Regions from separate parts of the Sminthopsis crassicaudata genome. Here region 2 is linked to region 1. A link is a contact called in public Hi-C data. All regions are on one chromosome and are shown on one strand. The core of a region is the stretch at or near the end of the contact, and the rest is flanking DNA. Distances in the headings are between cores, read along the strand shown.

The links. A called contact is a pair of places that touch in the nucleus more often than the background predicts.
Region 2: a contact with region 1 is called in a Hi-C map of fibroblasts, with 6 times the contacts expected there. The contact joins the promoter of IREB2 here to the promoter of SKIC8 in region 1. A contact is called at or near these places in 2 of 2 Hi-C or Micro-C datasets (fibroblasts and hippocampus).

The regions. Positions count from the first base shown.
Region 1 is chr2:630,543,769-630,547,438 of ASM4859323v1, reverse strand. SKIC8 (SKI8 subunit of superkiller complex) reads left to right here and starts at 1,342. Exons shown (of 12, transcript XM_074296465.1): 1 at 1,342-1,451; 2 at 1,895-2,062; 3 at 2,305-2,353; 4 at 3,613-3,670.
Region 2 is chr2:630,684,035-630,687,876 of ASM4859323v1, reverse strand. It overlaps IREB2 (iron responsive element binding protein 2), which reads right to left and starts at 1,342. Exons shown (of 22, transcript XM_074296467.1): 1 at 1,147-1,342. The coding sequence starts at 1,165.

The DNA of each region.
Region 1 (3,670 bases), core at 93-2,592:
CCCATCACTCTTTCCACTGTGGAATGCAGTCCCTGGAAGCTCTCCAGGCAGGCTCCTTTATTAGACAGAAGAGGAACACAAGGTCTAGAGAGGAAAGTAATAAAAATGAATTTAGAGCTTTAAACTTTACAGTCATTTACATATATTAAACATGTCTTGTTCTTGAAATGAAATAGATTATGTGATCATCCCCACTTTATGGATGGGGAAACGGAGGCTGATAGAGCTCGCGGAGCTGTTACGCGTCCGAGACCAGATTAGAAATGCTTCGTGACTCTGTGCAGACCTGGGTCTAGGGTGCCACCTGGCGTCTCCTTGGGGGAAGTACCTCGCCTCAATCAGCTTAAAACCTGCCAGGCTCCTCACTGGCATCTTTAAACCAAAAAAAAAAAAAAAAAGGCATTTATTAAGCACCTACTGTGTGCCAGGCACTGGGCACTGGGCTAAGTATTGGGGATACAGAGAAAAGCAAAGACAACAACAGTAACAGCACGATAATAGTACATGTATGCGTGTGTACTTTACAGAGCGCCTACTAGGTCAAGCGCGATGCTTGGCGCTCGGCACTAACATTAATTAGCGTTAATGGTAATCAATATCATCTTATTTGCTATCCTTTATTTTACAGTTGGGAAGCTGAGGCGGAGACCAAGAGGCTGGGTCGCGGGCCCCGGGTGAGTCTGAGCCGCTCTGCCTGGGCACCTCCAGCCGCTGAGCCGCGCCGGTGCTCCGTGCAGGTCGCCCGCCCGCCTGAAACTAACCTGTGCAAACAAGAGCGCTAAGGGCTAGAATAAAGGGCCCTGTTAGCATCTCCCGCCAGGCCTTGGAGCCCTCTCTCTAGCCAGGAGACTCATGGAGAGGGCATTGTGTCGGGGGTGGAGAGGGGGTGAAATGGACTTTAATATAACTAAAAACGGAACCACGAGATCCCCCCTCTCTGCCTTCGGGTCCCACGAGACACTCTTCCTGTAGAAAATGGAAAGGGGGCGGGAGCACGTCGCGGAGGGCTTCGAAAGTCGAACAGAATGCGTATTTGCGTCTGCGGGCAGTAGGGAGCCACGGGAGTTTATGGAGTAGGAGAGTGACCGTCAGACCTGCCCTTTCGAGGAGGAGTGGAGAGACAGGCTCCAAGCCTAACGCAATGATGCGGGTGACAGGCGAGGAGAGGCGGGGGCGGGTACAAGGGAAGCTGCAAAGGTGAAACTGATATCTAGAAGGCGAAATTGACCGCAAGCGGGTGAAATCCAAGTAGCGCAGGTGGAATGAACTTTGCTGCCGGAGCCCGGCCACGCGGGGGCTGAAGCCCCTCCCACCGGGAGGCAGCGCACTGCCCATTGGTCGCGCTCGCTGAGGAACTCTCGGCGTAGAAGCTTCCAGCACACATGCAGACACTCGGCTGCTTCAGTCGGACGTCGCGGCCTAGGGCTCCCAGAAGCTGAGTTGACCGCCCGGTGCGTGGGGAGAAGTCAGGGCCTTGCCCTCCCTTTTCAGGTGGAACCCGAGGGCGGGTCCCGGGACTGTCTCCCGGCGGCCCCGCACTTCGCTGTGGCTGAGTTCACGCTCTCGCTCCTCCCATTGCCTCAGCCGGGTTTATTTCCCCCCTTCCAAGTGGTGTGAGAGAGGGGCGGGGCCCCCCAAACGGAGGCGGAGTAAGGACGAATGGGCGCGGCCTGAAAGCCGTTCCAGGCTTTCCTCCTCTTTCGCTATCTCTTCGCCTCTTGAGAAAGAGGCGGGGCCTGGCCGTAGTAGGTGGGGCCTGGGCCGCTCCCTCTCTGACTCTTGCTTTAGAGCCCCGGGAGAGGGGAGTTGGAGGGGCGGGGAGGAGGGCGGGCACTTCTGCTCCTTAATCTAAGAGGCGTGGCCTGAGGGTCGTCTCTTCTTTCCTTTCCTCCAGAGCCCATTCCGGAGCGAACGGACTCCACAGTGCCGCGTGGCGCGCACCCGGAGGCTCGTCGTCATCTCTGCGCGCGCGCCGCCGTACTCAGATCGACGTCATAAACCGGCGCCGCTGTCTCTAAGGAAGAGGTTAAACCGAGCACCGCTGCGAGGAATCCCGGAGCTGGTGAGTCAGGGGCCGGGGAGCCTGGGGGCCCGGCAGAGGGGCGACTTACTCCCTTGGGGGGCGGCGTCTGTCAGGGAAAGGGTAGAGCGGGGAGCGGGAAGTCCGCCTCAGACCCTGCTGCCCGCCCGCCGGAGAGTGCTCCATGCCCAGGGACTAGGGGATAGGACCAAGGAAGGGGCTTGACCAGGGGATAGAGGGGCAACTTCCACCCGCGCTGCCCCTAAAACGCCTCCTTTTCTCAGAACAGTCCGCCTGTGCTGATTCTCCTGGCCTGAAGAAATGAGCGTCCAGGTAAGGGGATGTGTGACCCCGCCCCGAAGCCCAGCCCCCTCCTCTGCTCGCCGTGACACCCCCGCCCCCCCGGGGCCACCACGTGTGCAGAGTAATCTTGCGGTGGGGGGCGGCCAGCTCCCCCCCCCCCTCCTCTGTGAAGCGGCTTGGAGGAGGAATAGCAGCTCCTCCCAGGGCTCGAACCCCAAACGGGGTCACGGAGGAGGGCTCAAAAAGGCTGGAGGAGTCCTGCCGGCCAGTGACAGTGACACACTGAGCATATACTGGGCACTGAGCTATCCCCAGGACCTCTTCCCTCGGGCACCGTCTTTTACTGGGGGTTTCCCAAATGTGCTTCCGGGCCCCAAGCGCAGGGTGATGCTTTACCATCGGAAGTGTTTGCTTGAGTATCTATCCCGAATGCCCGCAGGCCCTGGGCTGCTCCAGCTTTTCTTGGGCCAGAGGGGAGTAAGCGGGAAGAAGCTCCGAGGTGCCTCCGGGCCCAGGCCTTTGTTCCTTTGGCCTCAGAAGCCTGACAGCGGTCCTCACACTTTTTACTTAGGGGCCAGGTCGCTGTCCCTCAGAGTGGGAGGGCGGACTGTGGTAAAAACAAGGGCTCTCACTGCCTCCGCCCGCAGCCCGTTTGCCCTAACCCGGGCCTGGGCCGGGGCTTGAGAACCCCTGGTAAGAGGTTGTGGGAGCGCGGGCTGACCGAGGCCCCGCTTTGGCGGCTCTTCTCTGTGTAATGGGATTCCTCTTCTTTTACAGTACAGCATTCTCTTCAAGCAAGAACAAGGTACGGAAACCGGGGTCCTTTCTCCCGGAAAGCAGCAGAATGTAGATGTGTGCGCGGGGTGAAAGGAACGCTTCACCAGATCCCCCTGGGACAGGGAGGTCACAGGCCTGGTCTGGGAGAGAGCATTTTACTCCTCCAGGGACCTCTAAGTGCACGACTGTGCCCGGGCCGGATTCGTGCTCTTAGGGAGCTCGCCAGCCCCCTCCTCCTTTTTAAAAATCGCCTTTTCTTGTCCGGCTTAAAGCTGTTTTAACGTTTTGGGCTTGGTTTGAATAGAAAGGTAATCTAGCGGCTCCAAACCCCTCCGCTAGTGGAGGCATGGGGCCAGATAGGTAAATTTTGTAAATAACGATTGGAACAGACTCAAGGACCTCCCACGTCATCCTTGGGGGAATTCATTCTGCCTGCAAACTCCCTCCATAGCCTGCCCCTCTCTGAGTTCTCGGGCGTGAAACACTTATCACCCAGGAACTGACTCCATGAGGAATAATCATTTTTCCTGTCCTAGCTCACGATGATGCCATCTGGTCAGTTGCCTGGGG
Region 2 (3,842 bases), core at 93-2,592, 140 kb before region 1:
GCCTTCCACAGACCCAGCGCAGGGTGGCCCCCAGGGCAGTACCGGACTCCCCGGGACAGAGCCGTCCTCCCAAGCCCCCATCCACCACGGGGGTCCCACGCTCAGGCGGTGCTCCTGGCCCACCTCACCTCCTAGGACGCACCAGCTGCCCCAGGACCCGCAGCTTTCTCCAGACCGGTGCGGAGGATGCTCCCCGACCAGCCCGATCCCCCAGGCCAGAGCTCGGCTCTCCGGACCCCCACCCCCCACCGCTGGGTCACTCCGCCCAGGGCTGAGGCTCACCGGAGCCACTGAAGGGGGCAGAGGTTCAGATCCACCAACATTAGGCGCCTACTACATGCACGACCCCGCCTTCGTAGGTGAGGGCCCTTGGGGGGAAGCCGCAAGGGCTTAAGGAATGCTGGGGGCAGGCCGCAGACGGGGCGGGCTGTTCCTGGTACCCCGCTCCGCAGCAGTCGGTGCTTAATTAGTGTGTGTGGCTAAGGCCCGAAATGAAGGGGCGCTTTTTTGGTGGCTGGAAAAAGAGACAGAGGGAGCTGTCATGGTGGCGATTCAGAACCTGCATTTATTAATCGACTACTGTGTGCAGGGACAAGGGGCCCAGGGAAGCTCACCCTCCACAGGGAGCAACAAGGAAGTCAGAGGAATGGGGAGGAGGGCGCTGCTCCCAGTCTCAGTTTCCCCATCTGTTCAATGGGCTAAGGATGGCGAGATGCCCCTGGTGCCCCGAGGCCCAAGATAAAGAAGGGCCCAAACACGGGCTGCGGGGTGAAGGAAGGTCGCTCCTCTCTGGGCACTCCCCCCCTCCCCCGGGCAGGCAGGTCCGGGCAAACCCCCGGTGCTGTCTAAGTGCTTGGAGGGGGAGGAGCGGAGGAAGACCGGAGCTTGCTCGGTGACCTATGCGCCGCCCGAAGGCAAGGCCCGGGTTACCTCCCTGAGGGTCCTCGGCCCGGGCAGGAAGAGTCGGGCCCAGCGCGGCCTGCGAGGCCCCGGGGCCCGGAGACGGACATGACTCCGGCCCCAGCCCGGCTCGCAGAGGGGAGCGCGGCCCGAGGCCGGGGCCCGGGGGCGGCTCGAGGCGGGGCCCGCGCCGGGCAGGGCCCGCCGAAGGACGCGGGGCCGGGGCCGGGGCCGGCGCGGACTGACCTGCACTGGGGGTGTCCATCGCCGGCGACCATATTCTCCCTGCGGGGAGGGGAAGCGAGCGGAGCTGGGGGGAGGGGGGATCCCGGAGGGCAGGGGGAGGGCCGCGCAAACACCGCGAGAGCTGCCGCCACGGCTACAGCCACGGCCACGGCCCCCTCGCGCTCCCCCCCGCGCTAGGCTCCCGCGAGACCCTCCAGACGTGGGAACAAAGAAAGAGAAGCGAGCGGGCGAGCGAAGGAGGAGGGGAAAGCTCGCGAGAAGTGCCGCGGCTGTAATCTCGCGAGCGATCTAAGAGGCTGGGATCGAGCACGCATGCGCTCTTTCGAGGAAGCGTGGCTCCGGGAGCGACCCGTAGCGAAGTCCCTCGTCCCTCCCCGGCGGCGCCGAAGGCAGTGCCCCGTAGGGGCGGGCTAGTTGCCATCCCCTCAGGGGCCGCTAAGGGCGTTGCCACCTGGGGCCCTGCCTCTTTTCAGCTGGTGAAATGGCGGCCTTGAGGGGCGGAGCGGTAACGGGACTCCTACTCATCCCCCAAGCTCCCTTCGGAGGCCGAAGGCCGCCACTTAATTAAGCGCCTTCTGTGCGCCAGGCCCCGAGCTAAATGCTGGGAAAACAGACAAACCCCAAACTGTGGCTGTCCTCGAGAAAACCCTAAGCAGGGGCGGGAGGACTCGCTGACCCCCGTGGGTACTGGCTGGCCCGGGGGAGGGGCACTGAGAGAAGATGGGAGGGGGTGCAGTGCGGACTTGGCCCCGTGCAGGCTAAAGCTCGGGCTTAGGAGGCGCAGCCCACTGCGCGGCGTTGCTAACTTAGGAAAGGCCTTCATATCCCTGGGAGGGTCGTCATTTCGGCCTGGAGGCAGTGGGAGCCAGGACCTGAGGGGGGGAGGGGTCGGCTCGAAGAAAGGGGGCGTCTCTAGTTCCAGACAGAAAGGATGACTGGGCAGGGGTCCGAGAACCAGATAAGAAACCCCGCCCATCGGCTCTTGCTCCCTGCTCACATTAGCTGAGCTCAATTCTGGTGAAATAGGGGAGAGACCCTCCCCCAAATCTGAGACATTTACCACAAGCCTGCTTTGTGCGTGCTGTTCTGGGGGGGGGGGGCGGAAAAACAAAACTGGAAGGACGCCTGCCCCTTCCGGGTGGGAAGTGCCCCGCGTGGATGGGAATGTGCACCTGGAACCGATTCGTCATTTCAGCAACCGGGAGAATGGGGAAACAGGTGTAGACAGAACCTCCTGCACGGACCCGGCGTTGGGCCACGCGGGATGGGAAGTCGTCCCGCCGAACTGAGCCGAGGAGGAGAAGGATCTAGAGGGTTAGAACTGTATCCATGGGAAAGCTGATTCGGAGAGTGGGAATGCGGAGACCGCATTGGAGGCGGCCGGGAGTGATACCTTGGACAGCTTCCTTCTCCCCATGGGATTCCTTAAGTCTTCCTAGAGAAGCCTCTGCTTCCCCACGGTTCTAGTCCCTCCCTTGGACCATGCTCTACCTTTCCTAACACCCCCGCGGGCATGGTTACCGCTCCTCGGTTACCTAACCCTAGCTCTGTGGCTTTCCTGCATATCGTATTCCAAGCCCTCAGCTCCTTTCCCTGTGGCTTCATGCCATCCGAATGGGTTTGTTTCTGGCTGCTTGAAGTATTCTCTCCTTGACCTGGGAGCTCGGGAATTTGGCTATTTGTTCCTGGATTAGCTTTTGAACACGCTCCACCTTTCCTAACACCTGCCGTGGCACATGACCAAGTTACGGACACTGCCTCTCACTGAAGCCTAAAATGGAATTATTTGTTGTCCCTGTTATTAGCTTATGAGCTTCCTCTGCCCGTCGGTTTTGACTTTCCTCCCCTCCCCCAGAACAGCAAAAACACCTAAATTGAACTTCTGATTATTTAGTTTATCTAGTGACGCCACCACAAGATTGACCACTAGGGGGTGAACTTTCACGGCTACTGCAACTAACAAAACCGACTGGTTAGCATGAAGTGTCCGCAATCCGCACTGAGTTTTACTGGCCGGGATAGATCTTCTTTGGGGAAGTTTGAAAGGCTGTGGACTCCAAATGAAAAGACCCGGTGGAATACAGGTGGCGTGTGAGGGGAGAGGAAATGCGTATTACCGGAATCACGGAACCAAAATGGGGCACATTTCATGTCATGAGATTTTTTTTTTTTTTAGCCGAGAGCTAAGCATTTGTAGTAAGTTACTTTTTAGTAATAGGACAGTCAAGCAAAATGATACACGAATTCACTTCTGACCACCGCCTTTCTGAATCTGTCTTATCATCTTCCCTCCCCACCCTCTTTATCTTACTCTTTCCCACTCATACTTCCTAGTTGGATAAAATAGATTTTTACACCCAAGCCGTCAGCTTCTTTAACATGAAAGTTGCTTGACTGTGGCTTCATGACATTTAAATGACTTTTTTCCAAGCTGCTTAAAATATTTTCTCCTTGACCTGGAAGCTCTGGAATTTATGATATTCCTAGAAGTTGTTGTTATGGGATCTCTTTTAGGAGGTGATTGATGAATTCTTTCAATATCTTAATTTGCCCTCTGGATCTAAGATATTGGAGATGTTTCCTTAATAATTTTTTGAAATATATTAGCCTCTTTAAAAAACTATTTTCAAAATATATGCTTAATTTTTAAAATTCGCCCTTTCAAAAATTTTGTTCCAAGCGTTTTCCTCCCTCTC